Regions from separate parts of the Sus scrofa genome. Here region 1 is linked to region 2. Evidence: chromatin contacts called from public Hi-C data. All regions are on one chromosome and are shown on one strand. Each heading gives the region's core, a stretch centred on a gene start, on an enhancer-like site or on the middle of the called end of the contact. The rest is flanking DNA. Distances are from core to core; before and after follow the strand shown. Region 1 holds the start of CCDC136 (coiled-coil domain-containing protein 136). Region 2 holds the start of FLNC (filamin-C).

The links. A called contact is a pair of places that touch in the nucleus more often than the background predicts.
Region 1: a contact with region 2 is called in a Hi-C map of embryonic fibroblasts, with 2.6 times the contacts expected there. The contact joins the promoter of CCDC136 here to the promoter of FLNC in region 2. A contact is called at or near these places in 3 of 47 Hi-C or Micro-C datasets (embryonic fibroblasts and heart right ventricle) and 1 of 2 datasets of contacts at active chromatin or transcription factors (skeletal muscle).

Annotation. Positions count from the first base shown.
Region 1 is chr18:19,818,535-19,825,031 of Sscrofa11.1, reverse strand. CCDC136 (coiled-coil domain-containing protein 136) reads left to right here and starts at 1,289. Exons shown (of 10, transcript XM_013990821.2): 1 at 1,289-1,398; 2 at 2,169-2,276; 3 at 3,849-4,100; 4 at 4,193-4,267. The coding sequence starts at 1,341.
Region 2 is chr18:19,783,606-19,790,697 of Sscrofa11.1, reverse strand. FLNC (filamin-C) reads left to right here and starts at 3,082. Exons shown (of 46, transcript XM_021078951.1): 1 at 3,082-3,681. The coding sequence starts at 3,327.

The DNA.
Region 1 (6,497 bases), core at 40-2,539, 36 kb before region 2:
ACTCATTTATTCTGTGTCAATGATTTAGATACTGGAGATACAAAAACGACTAAGGCAATTTCCTGGTCTTCCAAACACTGGGCTGACAGGAAAGTCAGAACATGACCTTGACAACCTAGAGTGACTGGTGCTGCTTAGAGGGAAGGGGGAGGGGTCGGAGCACAGCAGGAGCATCTAATGGCTTGGCTGGGTGGTGAGTCGGGAATGGCTGCCAAGAGATGACTCCCAGCTGAGTGTTTAAGGGTACGTAGGGGATGTCGAGGCAAAGAAGGGCTTCTCTCCTGAGGAATATGGAGGGCTTGTGAACTTGGGAGCCGGTGGGCGTGATCCAGACAGTATATGCCCATGACCTTGTAAGTGGATGCGCAAGAGAAGGGACTGTCCCTGGTTTAGGAATCTCCCAGTGATTTTCCAGATGTGCTGGAACCTCCGGGTTCCCAAGTGTACCCATTTCTTTCCTGGCTGAGACCTGCAGAGGCGTGAGCCCAATTGGTTCGCCAAAATCTGGCACTTGGAAGAAGTTCCTTGAAGGAGCGGTTGAGTGAAATAAGCTATCTGGGCTTTCACATCTCCCTTCTATGAGAGTGAAAATCGGCAGTGCCCACTCTAAACAGCTGCAGAGGCTAGGTGAGTAGGGGTTGTGGTTTGCAGACCACCGGGCCTGGGGCCCGGTGGGAAGGCAGGCAATGGAGAAAGGTCTTCGACACTAAGGGCTGCGTGGGGTCCCGGAGCGGCCCCTTCTAAGAAGGTCCCTGCTTGTGGCTTGGCGGAGGGCGCAAGGCCAACAGAGAGATCAAGGCCCGCAGTTGAAGTATCCTGGCTTCGGTTTCCCTCCTCCAGCCCTGGAGCAGCCCTGAGGCTGAGGCTGGCGGCCGGAGGGTCTGCGCTGACTGCCCAGGTGGAGGGTGCCGCTCAGCCGTGGGGAGCAAGGGGCGTGTGAGCATCCGCGCGTTTGGAGGAAACAGGCCAGGAGGATTTGGCTCTCCTGGTGCTTGCTTTTCCTTCCCCACCGCCGAGCAGGACCGGGCCCTGGCACTTGGCGCAGAGGGGTGCCCCCACGCAGCCGCCTCCCGGCAGGACCCACCGCCAGACCAGGGGAGCCGGTCGCTCCCTCGGCGCGGGCCTCGGGGCGTGTCTGGCGACGCGCTTGCACCGGGTCCGGGAGCTGGGGTGCAGGGCCGGCTTCCGGGCGGCGGCGGCGGCGGCGTCAGGTGGCCTGGCCAGGCCCCGCCCCCTCGGCCGGCCCGGCCTTCCTTCCCCTGCGCACCCGGCTCCGGTCCCCGGCCTGGCGGCGGCGGCGGCGGCGGCTGCTCCGGGCGGCGGCGGCGGCGCGAGCGGCCATGGAGGCGGGCGCCGGGGCCGGCGCGGGCGCCGCGGGCTGGAGCTGCCCGGGTCCAGGTCAGAGCGCCCCTCCCTCACTTCGCCACCGCCGCTCCTTCCTCTTCTCCATCTCTCCTCCCTCCAGACCCCCAGGTCCTCTCCCCCTCCGCTGCTCCCCACCTCTCCGTCCTAAGTCTTCCTCCTCCATCCTGCCCCCAGCCCGGGCTCCGGCTCCATCTTTCCGGGCTGGCTCTTCCCCACACCGGCCGCATCATCCCTGGCAGTCCCTCCCCTGAGCCCACTCCATCTGGTCTCTCCAGCCTGACGGTGCTTTTTGCCTTGGGGGCTCCAGACCCCGCACCTGCTCGGACCCTGAAGGCTTCGGAGCGCGGGGCGGAGTGGGGAGGACGAAGTCCAGTGAGAGCTGGAATGGACGGCAGCGGCCCCAGTCCAGACCCCCTTCCCGCACGCGTCCCCTCACCCCTTCCCCTTCCACCTCACCCTTTGAGCCTCTTCTCTTTGCTGGCTCCCGCCCTCTTCCATCCTTGCCTGTCCCCTCTGGGCTAAAGAGACACACACACGCCCTTTCTGTCTGTGCAAGGGAGAGGAGCACGGACTGGGGGGCAGAGAAGCTGGGCAGTGCAGGGCGGTGTCCCCGCAGGCCCGCTTGAGGGGCCACCTGGGGCGGAGAGTCGCAGCCCTGGGCAGACTGAGCCAAGTACTTCCACTGGGATGAAAAACCCCAGGGCTCCAAAGGGCTAGGAGGCATGTCCCCTCCCCTCCCCGCTGCACCCCAGCCCCCAGCCGCCCCTAGCATCCCACAGTGCCCCCTCTCTCCCTGCTTACAGGACCCACAGTGACCACTTTAGGCTCCTACGAGGTGTCTGACGGTTGTGAGAGGAAGAAAGGCCAACGCTGGGGGTCCCTGGAAAGGCGTGGAATGCAAGCCATGGAGGGTGAGTTTTCCCCAAAAGCTTTCTTTCCCTCCACCTCGTCCAGCTTCCCTCTCCTCCTTCCTCCCTCTGACCCCCAGAACTCTGAGCCAGGACACAGCCCTTCCCCAAGTTCAGCTCAGCCCCCTCCAACCCTCCTCAGGGCTCGGGCTTTGGGGAAAGTTCAGGGTACATCCCTTTGGGGTCCTAACCACCAGCTAACCAAGTTGTGTGTCCCCAGGGAGCTGCCAGAGAGAGAAAGAGGCCTCCTTGGACAGAGATTTGAAGCAGCTGTGCAGCAGGGGGTTTGTTCTCGCTGCCTCCCGACCCAGATCCCAAGCTGTCTCTTATTTTGAAAAGCCAGAGGAGTGAGCATGTGAATTGTCTTTCTGGTGTCACCACTAACTTCAAATGGAAGCCTTGTGACTTCGGTTCTCTAGGTTATCTTACTGCCTGAAAGAGGGAGCCTGGGAGAGGGGCCGGCGAGAAGGCCAAGCTCCCAACGCGCATCTCACCCTCGACACCCACACAGCTTGGCACTTGCTGCCTAAATGAGGCCCCTAGAAGGATGCTGGTCCTATTTCCAGGACTTTCTGTGTAGGGTCCCCAGGTCCCTATACACACGTCCACGCTCCAAGAGGGACGGATGAGACAAGGGGTCCCAGATAAACCTTAGGCTGTGATTATTAGACAAAGATGGACCAGAGATTGAGAATTTTAAAACAAAGCAAGCTCTTACCATCCAGGCAAGATTTTGCTATTGAGAGGAACTGCATTGCAGCAAAGGAGAGGGGTTGCTCACCAGCCAGAGGCTGGGGACCAGCACACCCCCATTTCTTAATGCATTAAAATGGCAGGCTTTCTTTTATTCACGAGGAGAATCCTTGACTTCCCCCCCAAAACTGCCTTATGGTCAGCAGGGGAAGGGGCCTCAGAACACTCAGGGAGAGGAGGGGAGACCTCCTGACACAGCAGAAAAGAAAGGTGGACCTGGCAGAAAATTTCCAAAGGGCTATTCGATAGAATGTATTTGAAAGGGGCCCCGTCTTTGTCCAGAAAAGCATTTAGAATCATTTCAGATGATTCTCTTTGGCTGTTCTCTTTCTCTACTGACTGACAGGCAACGCTTTCTTATTATGGAAGGGCTAATTTCTCACAAGCCACCTGGATCCTTGGTAAACTTAGTACAAACCCCCAAACTGTAATTCTTGTCCTGTTGGGCTTAAAGACACACCCGGTGTCTGACTCTTTCTTGACTACCCAGAGACGAGGCTGGAGGAAGCAGCTATCCTTGTGCGAGCCTCATGGGGCTCAGCCGGGCCCTTGGCTGCTCAGTGTGCCCAAAGGCAGTACTAGGAGGCCACCAGGTGCAGCACTGGTCCAGGAAGGGCCCGGGAGGGGGATGGGCTACCTCCAACCCCGACCCTCACACCTGAGGACTCGTCCCGTGTGCAGGTCCTGCCCAGAGGCTCCTTGGGGGACACCAGGTGGCACTATGATACCATCTCTGCCCTGGGACAGCATGCTAGAGGGCCCTGGAAGGACCAAGGACAGGAAGCTGGCTCTTACTCGCTGGGGGTGGGGGGTCTTTCCTAGGGGAAGTGTTACTCCCAGCCCTCTACGAGGAGGAAGAGGAGGAGGAAGAGGAAGAAGAGGGGGAAGAAGAGGATGATCAGGTGCAAAAGGGAGGAAGCGGGGGCTCCTTGTCCCTCAGTAAGCACCGGGGCCTGAGCCTCACGGAGACCGAACTGGAGGAGCTGAGGGCTCAGGTGCTGCAGCTGGTGGCAGAGCTGGAGGAGACCCGGGAACTGGCAGGGCAGCATGAGGATGACTCGCTGGAGCTGCAGGGTGAGTGCCTGTGACGGACCCCGAGGGCCGGGGCCCAAAGGCTCTGTGCTCCCTGGATCCCAGGCCTGACGCCAGCTCCCCCTTCACTGCAGGGCTCCTGGAGGATGAGCGGCTGGCCAGCGCCCAGCAGGCAGAGGTGTTCACCAAGCAGATCCAGCAGCTCCAAGGTAAATCCTGCACTCAGACTGGAGGGCCCGCCAAGTACTTTTGTCTTGAGGGCTTGGCGGAGGCACGCAGACCAATAGGACCGAAATCAGTACGTTCCCCTCATTTTCTTCTACTGTGCTTGCCCTGCTCCTATCTCTCCAGCCTCCTCTTTATTTATTAATTTTTATTTTATTTTATTTTTTGCTTTTTTAGGGCCATACCCGTGGCATATGGAGGGTCCCAGGCTAGGGGTCGAATCGGAGCTGTAGCTGCCAGCCTATGCCAGAGTCACAGCAACGTGGGATCCAACCCGCATCTGCGACCTACACCACAGCCCACAGCAACGCCGGATCCTTCAGTCTCCTGTTTAGCTCATTTCCTTTCTTCGTGCCTCTCCAACTGGCTCTTCTGTGCCCCCCCTTCTTGCCCTCCCATTTCACACCCCTTCCCTGCAGCTCTTTTTTCTCTCCTCAATCGCTCTTCTTCACACCTGCAGCCCTTTTTCTTTGTTTTTCTGGTCAGTGCCAGGTGTCGGTGGTCAGGGTTTAATTTCAGACCAGATTGCCTTGGCCTGGTCCTCCAAGGGCACCCTGGGAAGGCAGAGCAGCGAGCCAATGAGATGTGACTGGAGGGGCCGCTGTGCCTCTTTTAAAGGAAGCGGATGAGCTCGCGCCCCTCGCCCCTTGCCACCTAGGACTGAGCTGGTGGCCCCAGGAGCCCTTTCTTCTAACGCCCACATCCCTTTGTCTCTGGGAACCAGCAAGGCAGGCGTCCCACATTCCACTGCACCGCCAAATAAAGAGGCAGGTTTTGTTACATCTGTGGGCTTTTGGAAGGTTTCGGGGAGCTGCCCTAGAAAACGGCAGGGAGAACTGAGATCAAGCCAAAAGAGAAGTATAAATGGAGAAGAAAGGAAGGCGGCAAGCAGGTCTGGAGAGGAGCAAGCTGGGGTGGGGGTGTGGGGGTGGGGGAGACAAGTAGGGAAAGAAGATGTAAGCCAAGGGAGATGCCGAAAAAGGAGGCCTTAAAGGGGCGGGGGGGGGGGGGAGGGAAAGAAACTGCAGGAGCTGTGTCACCCTGGGGGAAAAGTGTGAGCTTTGGTCTCAGGTCACCTAGATGCTTGAGCCTGGCTCTGCCACCTAACAAGCTTTGTGATCTTGGGCAAGTCACGTTTACCTTTCTGAGATTTGGTTCCTTAACTGTAAAATATGGCTAATTCATATGCCTTTCCAACCACTTATTGAGGGCCTGTATACTCGGTGGACCAGCTAGGAGCCGGACAGACCAGATCCCTGTCTTAATGAAGCATAGAATGGGGCGAGGCAGAAAAAAGACATACCCCACCTGTTCAGGTGGCAGTAAATGCTGTGAAGAAAATGTGGCGATATGACAGAGATGGGGTAAGATGGAAACTTTTGTTAAGGTAGTTAGAAAAGTCCTCTTTGAGAAGAAGGCATTTGAGCTAAGACCTGAATAATGAGGCAGAGGAGGGAGGTGCATGCTGGGAAGCTGGAGTAGCCACTGCAGAAGCTCATGGGTAAGAGTGAGTTTCATGTGTTTGAGGGACAAAGTCAAGGCCCTTGTGGCTGGAGCAAAGGGCATGTGGAGGATTCTGGCAAGAAAGTGTCCTGAGAACCAAGCAGAGTTCAGATTAGAGGGCCTTATAGCTGAGCGGTTTGACTTTTATTCTTCGTGGGAAAAGATGGGAGGTTATTAGCCAGAGCTGGAGGGATACAATCTGCTTTAGATTTTTAAAAGAGCATTCAGCTGCGGTGTGGATATTGGGTGAAGGGAAAGGAGTCAAAACAGATGAATCTGGTCAGCAAATTCCTGCAATAGTCCAGTCAAGAGATGGTGGTTGCTTGGATTAGAGCAGTAGCAATGGAGAGGATTCTGGATATAATTTGAAGTTGGAGCTCTCAGGACTTGCTGCATTGGATTGGTGGGTAAGATAGACATGAAAGATGACTTTGCCTTGAGAAACTAGATGGATGGTGGTGTCATTTATTGAAATGGGGATGATGGGACAAGGAACAAGCTTGGGGGCTAGGGAACAGTTCTAGATGTGTTTCTTACATGTTGAGTTTGAAATGGCTGTTGACATCTAAGTGAATATATTAAGGAGGCAGTTGTGTATACGAATCTAGAACCGGGGAGAAATCAGAGCTGGAGGGATACATTTGGGAGTCAGGAGCAAACAGATGGCATTGGAGTCTATGGGAGAGCACCACGAAATCACATGGAGAGATA
Region 2 (7,092 bases), core at 1,833-4,332:
CTTCCGCATGCTGTGAGCATGGCCAAAAAAAAAAAAAAAAAAAAAAAAAAAAATCCCTATGGGAGTATGATTAACTCTATTTTGTGGATGAGAAAATCGAGGCCCCAAAGAGTGACATTATTTGCCCAAGGTTTCAGAAGCAGAAGAGAGGAGGCTGGCATTCAGCCTATGGATCTTTCCACCCTACCACACCTGGGTCACGGCCACAGTCAGTAATCCCAGACTGATCTAAGTGTCTGCTATGAGCCTGGCCAGCCTGGTGCCATCCCGGTGACATCCCAGGCACCTAAGGAAATGGCCCTAGTTCCAGAAAAAGATTTTCAAACATGGCCCAATGGACCTGCTCCCTCAGATTCTGCTCAGCCCAAGTTAAATATGGCCAATGTCAGTGGCTGACAAGCTGTGCCCCTTGATGGGAGAGGCAGGGCCAGGTGAAAAGCCAGGCAACCTGGTCTCCTGAGACAGGTCAGCGGGTGGTGAGTCAGGGGGCTATAAACAGCCTGTTGGCCACAGGCAACACTGCCCCAAATACTCAGCTGATGAAACCCCCTGTAAGCCCCTCTCTGTGTCCCTGCCTGGCTCACGGAGGAACACATCAGCCTCTCTCAGGGAGGGGGTCCCGCTTGGCAGGCCCTAGGACCAGCCTTGGGCACGATGTGTTCCAGCCCTCATGGCTGGGCCTGGGGCCTGGGCTCATGGGCTATATTGAGGGCTGAGTCACCAGTCCGCGCCTGGATCAGGCTGATTGTGACTGGCTGGCTGCAGCCTGAGTCAGGCCCTGATTTATCCTGGAGAGCGACAGGCTCGGGTTTCTGGGGAGAAGGGGGGTGAGAAGGGTGCCGGGAACCATCCCTGGCACTGGGCACCCCTCTGCGGACCATCCACTCACTCCTCTGGGGCTGCCCGCAGACCTCCACTGGAGAGAAGGCCCGAGAAGGGGGAGGGAGGGTTCTCGCTCCACTTGCTGTCTTCCCTCTGAATACCCCCCACCTTCGGGGAGGCCCTCAGCTTACTAAGGGACCTCAGGTCATGCCCACGAAACAGGACCATGAGCCATTAGGGTCTGTAAAGGGCTGTCAGCTCCAGATAAACGTTACCCCTTCCTCTTCTGCCCGGAGGCTCAGGGAGAGGCACCCATCCTTAATCAGATCTACACCTCAGGGCTTCAAAGACAACATCACTGAATCCTGAGCTGGCACCTCAGGTTGGGTGACAGAAGTCTGCCTTCACGCAGACACACACACACACACACACATACACACACACAACTTCCCTTGTGAGACCCAGCTACGTGTCATGTGTCCCCAGGAGCTGGGCATCTCTCCACAGGATCTCTCCATCAGCACTCATGCCTAATGGTTGGTTTTGGCCATGGGATAAGGTGGCATGGGGGGAAGGAGAGTTCTGGAGATAGGGAAGGAGGGGTGCCAACAGGAGAGTGGAATTCCTGAGCACCTCGTCACAGGCAGCCGACAGAACATGAGCCGCTGGGGCCCAAGCTATTTATATCCTGCCTGTCACTATCAGGGCCCCCAGAGCTCCCCCCCGCAACAAGCCACGCACAGCAGGTCCTTTTTCTGTTTCTGGTCCCTTCTCTACCCCTCCCCCCCCCAACTAATGAGGAGGGAAAGAAATCATTCAGGAACCTCTTTTGCCAGAAACACTGCCCCCTACAAAGCTCCCGAATTGCTTCCCGAGAGCTCCAGAACAGGGATTGCCCTCGTCCTGCCCTCAGAGATGCCTACTTCTCTTTTCCTTGTCACCAGGCCTGGTGGGAGAAGAGGAATAAGGTGGAAGGATTCACCAGACACCTCCCAAATTTCCGTTATCACACAACTTGAGTCGGGGCCCAAACTTATGGGACCAGAAGGATGGGAAAGAGGAGAAAGTCTGACCTAAAGGGGACACCAGGAGGTGTGGGACACACACATCCTACAGAATTGCAGGATACGTATTCTCTTTACACAAGTATGTCCTTCTGCTTTTCCAACTCACCCCAGGCCAGCTGCTCTCTTTAAGTGTCTCCGTTGCCCTGCTGTCACCACTCCCTAGGCCTCCAGCTGCCTTGGTTTACCCCGAGCCCAGTCCTGCCCAGGCCTCCTGGCAGGCTCCCTGGGGCTCTCCCTGCCCACCAGCCCCAAAGTGTCTCCCCTTGGCTGCTCTAGGCCGGGCTCTCCTGTCTCTGTCTGGCTAACCTGCCCTTTGACTTGAAGGATCTGCCCTGTGGCCCAAATGGGCACACTGCCCAGGGGGCTTCCGGGTACTACTGTACCGAGGCCCTCCCTCCCCTCTCATCACCTTGGTTGAGTCAGAACTGGGGGTGGGGGGGCACCGTGTGACTCACTGGGTACCCTTCTCCTGAGCTCAGCTTCATTCTGAGAGGATGAGGACAAACAGGCTGGTGACAGGGACACTGAGTCAGGGGTAGCCGCCGTCTTTCCCCTGGGACCCTGGGTTTGGGCTTCAGGTGAGACTTTTTACCCATCAAGGGGAGCACCCCTACTCTAAGGCTTCTCGGGTTGGGCAGCGTCTGTCTATCTGCACACAAGCACACACACTTCCCTTCCCTGTCCGCAGGTGGACAATACCCTGGGCTAGACGCCAGGACTCCCAGGCCCTGTCAACAGCCCTGCCACCAACCAATCCAGAAAGTTCTGTCAACACCCGATCAGCGTGTTTTGCCCTAACCACTGGACTTAGTTTCCCCAGGAGCCTCTCATCTCGCCGGTGGCGGGGTATATGCCCGACCGGCGATGTTCAGCTTTGGGGTGTTGGCGGCCCTCACCCCTCACTTTCCAGCTCTGCTCTCCACCTTTCCCGCGCGGCGGCGGCGGCGGCGCCCGGCCCCGAGCCTCCCCGGGGCCGCGCCCCGGGCCGGGGGCGGTAGACCCCCTCCCGCGGGCGGCCGGGTGGGGGAGGGGGAGGGAGGCGGGGCCGGCGGGCTCGGCGCGGCCCCCACCCGCGGGCCGGGCGGCATTCCTGGGAGGCCGGCGCTCTGACGTGGACCCGGGGGCCGCGGGCGCGGCGGGGGGGACGCGGCCCGGGGGCTTCTTAAACCCCCCGCCCCAGCCCAGCCCGCACTTCCCGAGCACCGCTCCGCCCCCGGAGGGAGAGAGACCGAGAGAGCGCCCGCGGCCGAGGAGCCGAGGAGGCCCGCCGAGTCCCGCCAGCCAGAGGCGCGAGAGAAGTTGAGAGCAGCGCACCGCGCAGCGCAGAGCCGCGAGTCCCGCGATCGCGCCCCGACAGCGCCTCCAGCCCGAGCCCAGCCCGCCGCCCCCAGCCAGACCCCAGCCGGCAGCGCAGCCCCCGCCCCAGCCGGCGCCGGAATGATGAACAACAGCGGTTACTCCGAGGCCGCGGGCCTCGGCCTGGGCGACGAGGTGGACGACATGCCCTCTACAGAGAAGGACCTGGCCGAGGACGCGCCGTGGAAGAAGATCCAGCAGAACACGTTCACTCGCTGGTGCAATGAGCACCTCAAGTGCGTGGGCAAGCGCCTGACCGACCTGCAGCGAGACCTCAGCGACGGGCTGCGCCTCATCGCGCTGCTCGAGGTGCTCAGCCAGAAGCGCATGTACCGCAAGTTTCACCCGCGCCCCAACTTCCGCCAGATGAAGCTGGAGAACGTGTCCGTGGCCCTCGAGTTCCTCGAGCGCGAGCATATCAAGCTCGTGTCCATCGGTCAGTGCGGGCAGGGAGGGGGACATACCCCGAGGAGGGGCTGGCCGGTGGGGCCAGGGGACGCAGGTGCCGGGTGGGCGCGCGGAGAGCCGAGACAGGGCGGGGAGCGCCCCGGCTCCGGGAGGGGACCCTGGCTCGGCTCTCCCGCCCGCCGACACAGGCGCGCCGGGCCCGGCCCTCACATCCCTCTCTGGACGGCTGGCATCCCGAGGGGGCCCAGGGGAGTCCAGACCCGACTGTTCTGAGTCCTCCAGCTTCAGCCTCCCTCGCACGCTCCCAGCGACCCGCCTCCACTCATCGTCCCCTTTCCTGCCCTCCGCAACCCAGGCCAGGCTTGAGAGGACAGGGCCAGGGACCAACACGGATTCCCGGGGGCACCTCCCCCCAAACAAAGCAAATGGCTTCTCAGTCTCCTAGCACCTCCACCGCGGAGGAGCGGCTGAAGACAGGTCCCGAGCGCTGCCCGATCTCAGCGCTCAGAGGGAGAGCTGGGGGCCGGGCGGGCGCGGGGCCCGGGCCCCCCGCAGGCATGTGCTCGGCAGCTGGGTTCGGGCGCAGGGGCCTGGGCGGGCAGGGCCCAGCCTCGGAAACCTAAAAAGGCTCTGAGCGACCGCGGGGATCCTTAACCCCTGCCTGTCCTCCACCGGCTCCAACCAGCCGGGGAAGGGGCTCCCTCCCGTCCACGCCCGGCCCCAACCCACCCCCTAGCCCCTGATTGGCTGCGGCTAATAGTCTGGGCTGAGGGGTGGGAGGGAAGGCCTGGAGAAGGGAGGAAGTCTTTGAGTGTAACCAGATTTGGAAGGTGTGTCACTGCTGGGTGGGGGTGGGGAGGCACTCCAGCGTTGGGAGTGGGGAGCCAAGGGTGGGCTCTGAGAAGAGAGGGGCAGGCCCTGCAGTCATCCTCGCAAGCTGGGGGCCTAGCGAACCCCCTCCTCCTGTGGTGAGCTCTCCAGAGCCTTGCCTTGATTTGCAGGAAAGGGCCCCTTGGCGGGGTGCACCCCCAGGCACCAGGAAGGGAGATTCACAGGGGGTCTGATACCCCCCAGGCTACCCCAGAGACTTATTTAGATAATTGAAGGTCTGTCCACACCCCAGCCCCCTCAGGGCATCTCTGGGCCGCCTGAATTAGCAGCTGAGGTCAGTCTGGGGCCCTTTGCCCTGTCCGGCCCCCTCTCTAGGCCTTACCCCCTCCTGCCCCAATTCTGCCCCCCCACCCCACCCTCACTGGCCTGGAAATAGCCCTGCCTCCGTGACACAGCAGATGTCTCTGAGCTTTCCAGAAGGACAAGCCTGAGGACAGGGGGTGGGGGAGGGGGTCCTGGTATATGTATTAGAGCTGAGGGCTGCTTGAGAGCTTCTGTGGTGGGGGGGGCAGGGGTCAGAGAGGAGTCAGGCCAGGGGGCGGCCATCCCCCAGCAGCTGGAATTTGACCGACTGGACTGATTGTCCCAGGTGGGGTCTCAGGGGGACAGCCTGGGGCCTCACCAGGACTTTATAGGAAATGGCTCAGCCTTGCCCTCCCCTCACCGCTGTGGGGGCGCTCGGCCCCTCTCCAGGCCTCATCCTTCCTGAGCACACCTCGCCCCTCCCCCACGGCGGTGCCTGGCTCCGGCCCCCTTGGCTCAACTGTGTGTGGAGAGGCCGGCTCAGAATAGAGGGGGAAGAAGCAAAAGTTGGTTTGGGGGGCGGGAGGGAACCCTCCATTCCCCTTCCTGCAGAGGGGTAGGGGAACCGGCCCCATTTGGGCCAAGTGGCTCATTCCCTCCGCCACCGATGAGATAAGCTGTCAGCAATTCAGCTGCTAGACCTGAGGCTGAGGCTGGAGGGGAAGGGGCACAGCCGGCAGGGGCTGCCCAACCCCGGGGAGATGTAGCGGGTTCCCCACCAGGCAGGCATCCTGCTTCCTCTAGTTCCTTCTGGCCTGGGGGTGGGAAGGGGTTGGCGTGGGGCCTCCTGGGCATCATGTCAGGACTGAAATTGGCTATCTGGGCACCTGGGAGGAGGTCAAAAAGATCCCCCACTTCCTTTTCTAGGCGCAGGGTGGGAGCGGGTAGCTGAGCAGCGCCCCTGAAGGAGGTAGGGGTACTCAGCCTGGGTTGAAGGAGCCGAGTGCCCTTCTTACCCCCGCCACCCCCTCGGCCCCTCCGAACAAAGAGGCCTGTGAGGCGGCTCTGTCCCGCAGCTGTTCCCCAGTTGCTATTCCTTCTCCGTGAGCCAAGCAAGCGCCAAGGGAGGGGCTGGAGGGGGCAGCAGCTGTCCCGGCACCTCCCTCCCTGGGCCCTCTCTCCTCCCCCTCCACTCAAAGCCTGGGGTGGCCTCAGGGACTGGCTCCTCCCACCCCTTTGGTGGTATCCCCAGTGGGGTCCGAAGGAGGAAGCCTGGCTTGTACAGAGCGCTCCCCCTCCGCCTGGCCTCCGAGGGGGCGGAGAGAGAGGAAGGTCACTGCTCCCAGAGGGGGACGCTAGACCCACCCCTCTCCTGCCGACCTGGACCACTTGCTGTCTGGCCCAGGGCCCGTTGCTGGGGAGAAGCTTCTCCCTGATGCAAATATGAATGAGTCCCCCCACCCCAAACAACACCCCACCACCACCCATTCCCCAACCCCAGCAGCCTCAAGGCCTCCCTTCCAGGGATCTGGCTTCAGTTTGCAAAAAGCACTTCTGGGTGTACAAGCACCAGCTTTGGAGGCTGGGTTGTGAGAGGCTGTGAGGCTCTGGGTGTCAAGACTGTGAAAGTGTCCTAGGCCTCTGTGTGTGTGTGTGTGTGTGTGTGTGTGTGTGTGTGTGTGTGTGTTTGAGAGAGAAAGTGCTAAAGCACCAGGAGGCTGGGAGTGAGTGTGTCATGGAATCTGCACGCTGCCAAACCATTGTGCTGCAGTGGAGCCAGGGGGAGAGGGGCGGGCCTGGGGAGCTGCTGGGGAAGGAAAGATGAATCAGTGAAAGGGTGGGGGAGCCAAGGGGACCAGAGCCCCGGGCCAGAGAGGCTGAGATAACGTCCTGGGGGCAGGTGGGGGGGGGCAGTGCTGGGGTTCCCCAGGCCTTCACCCTCCTAAGGTCATCCTCCAAGCTCTAGAGGAGGAGGTCAGGAAAAGATGTGTAAGGGCTACCTCCAGCCCCACCCTTTCCCATCTCCCCGGCAACGCTAGTAAACAAGGCTTGTCTTCTGCCCCCTCCCAACCTCATTAGCTCAGGGAAGCTAATGGCTTTCAGGCCTGTACAGTCCTTGACAAGTAAGCTGGTTCCCAAGCCTCTACACTCCAGGCCACCCTCGGCCCCTGGATGTTTCTCTCTGGCTCTTAAAGGGAACTAGGCCCCCCCAGTCTTGGGGTTCAAATTCTGGTCCATAGTATTCCTTAAAGGAGGGGATGGGTCGAGAATGTCAGCTCCTGAGACTTGAGTCCACATGGGTAAC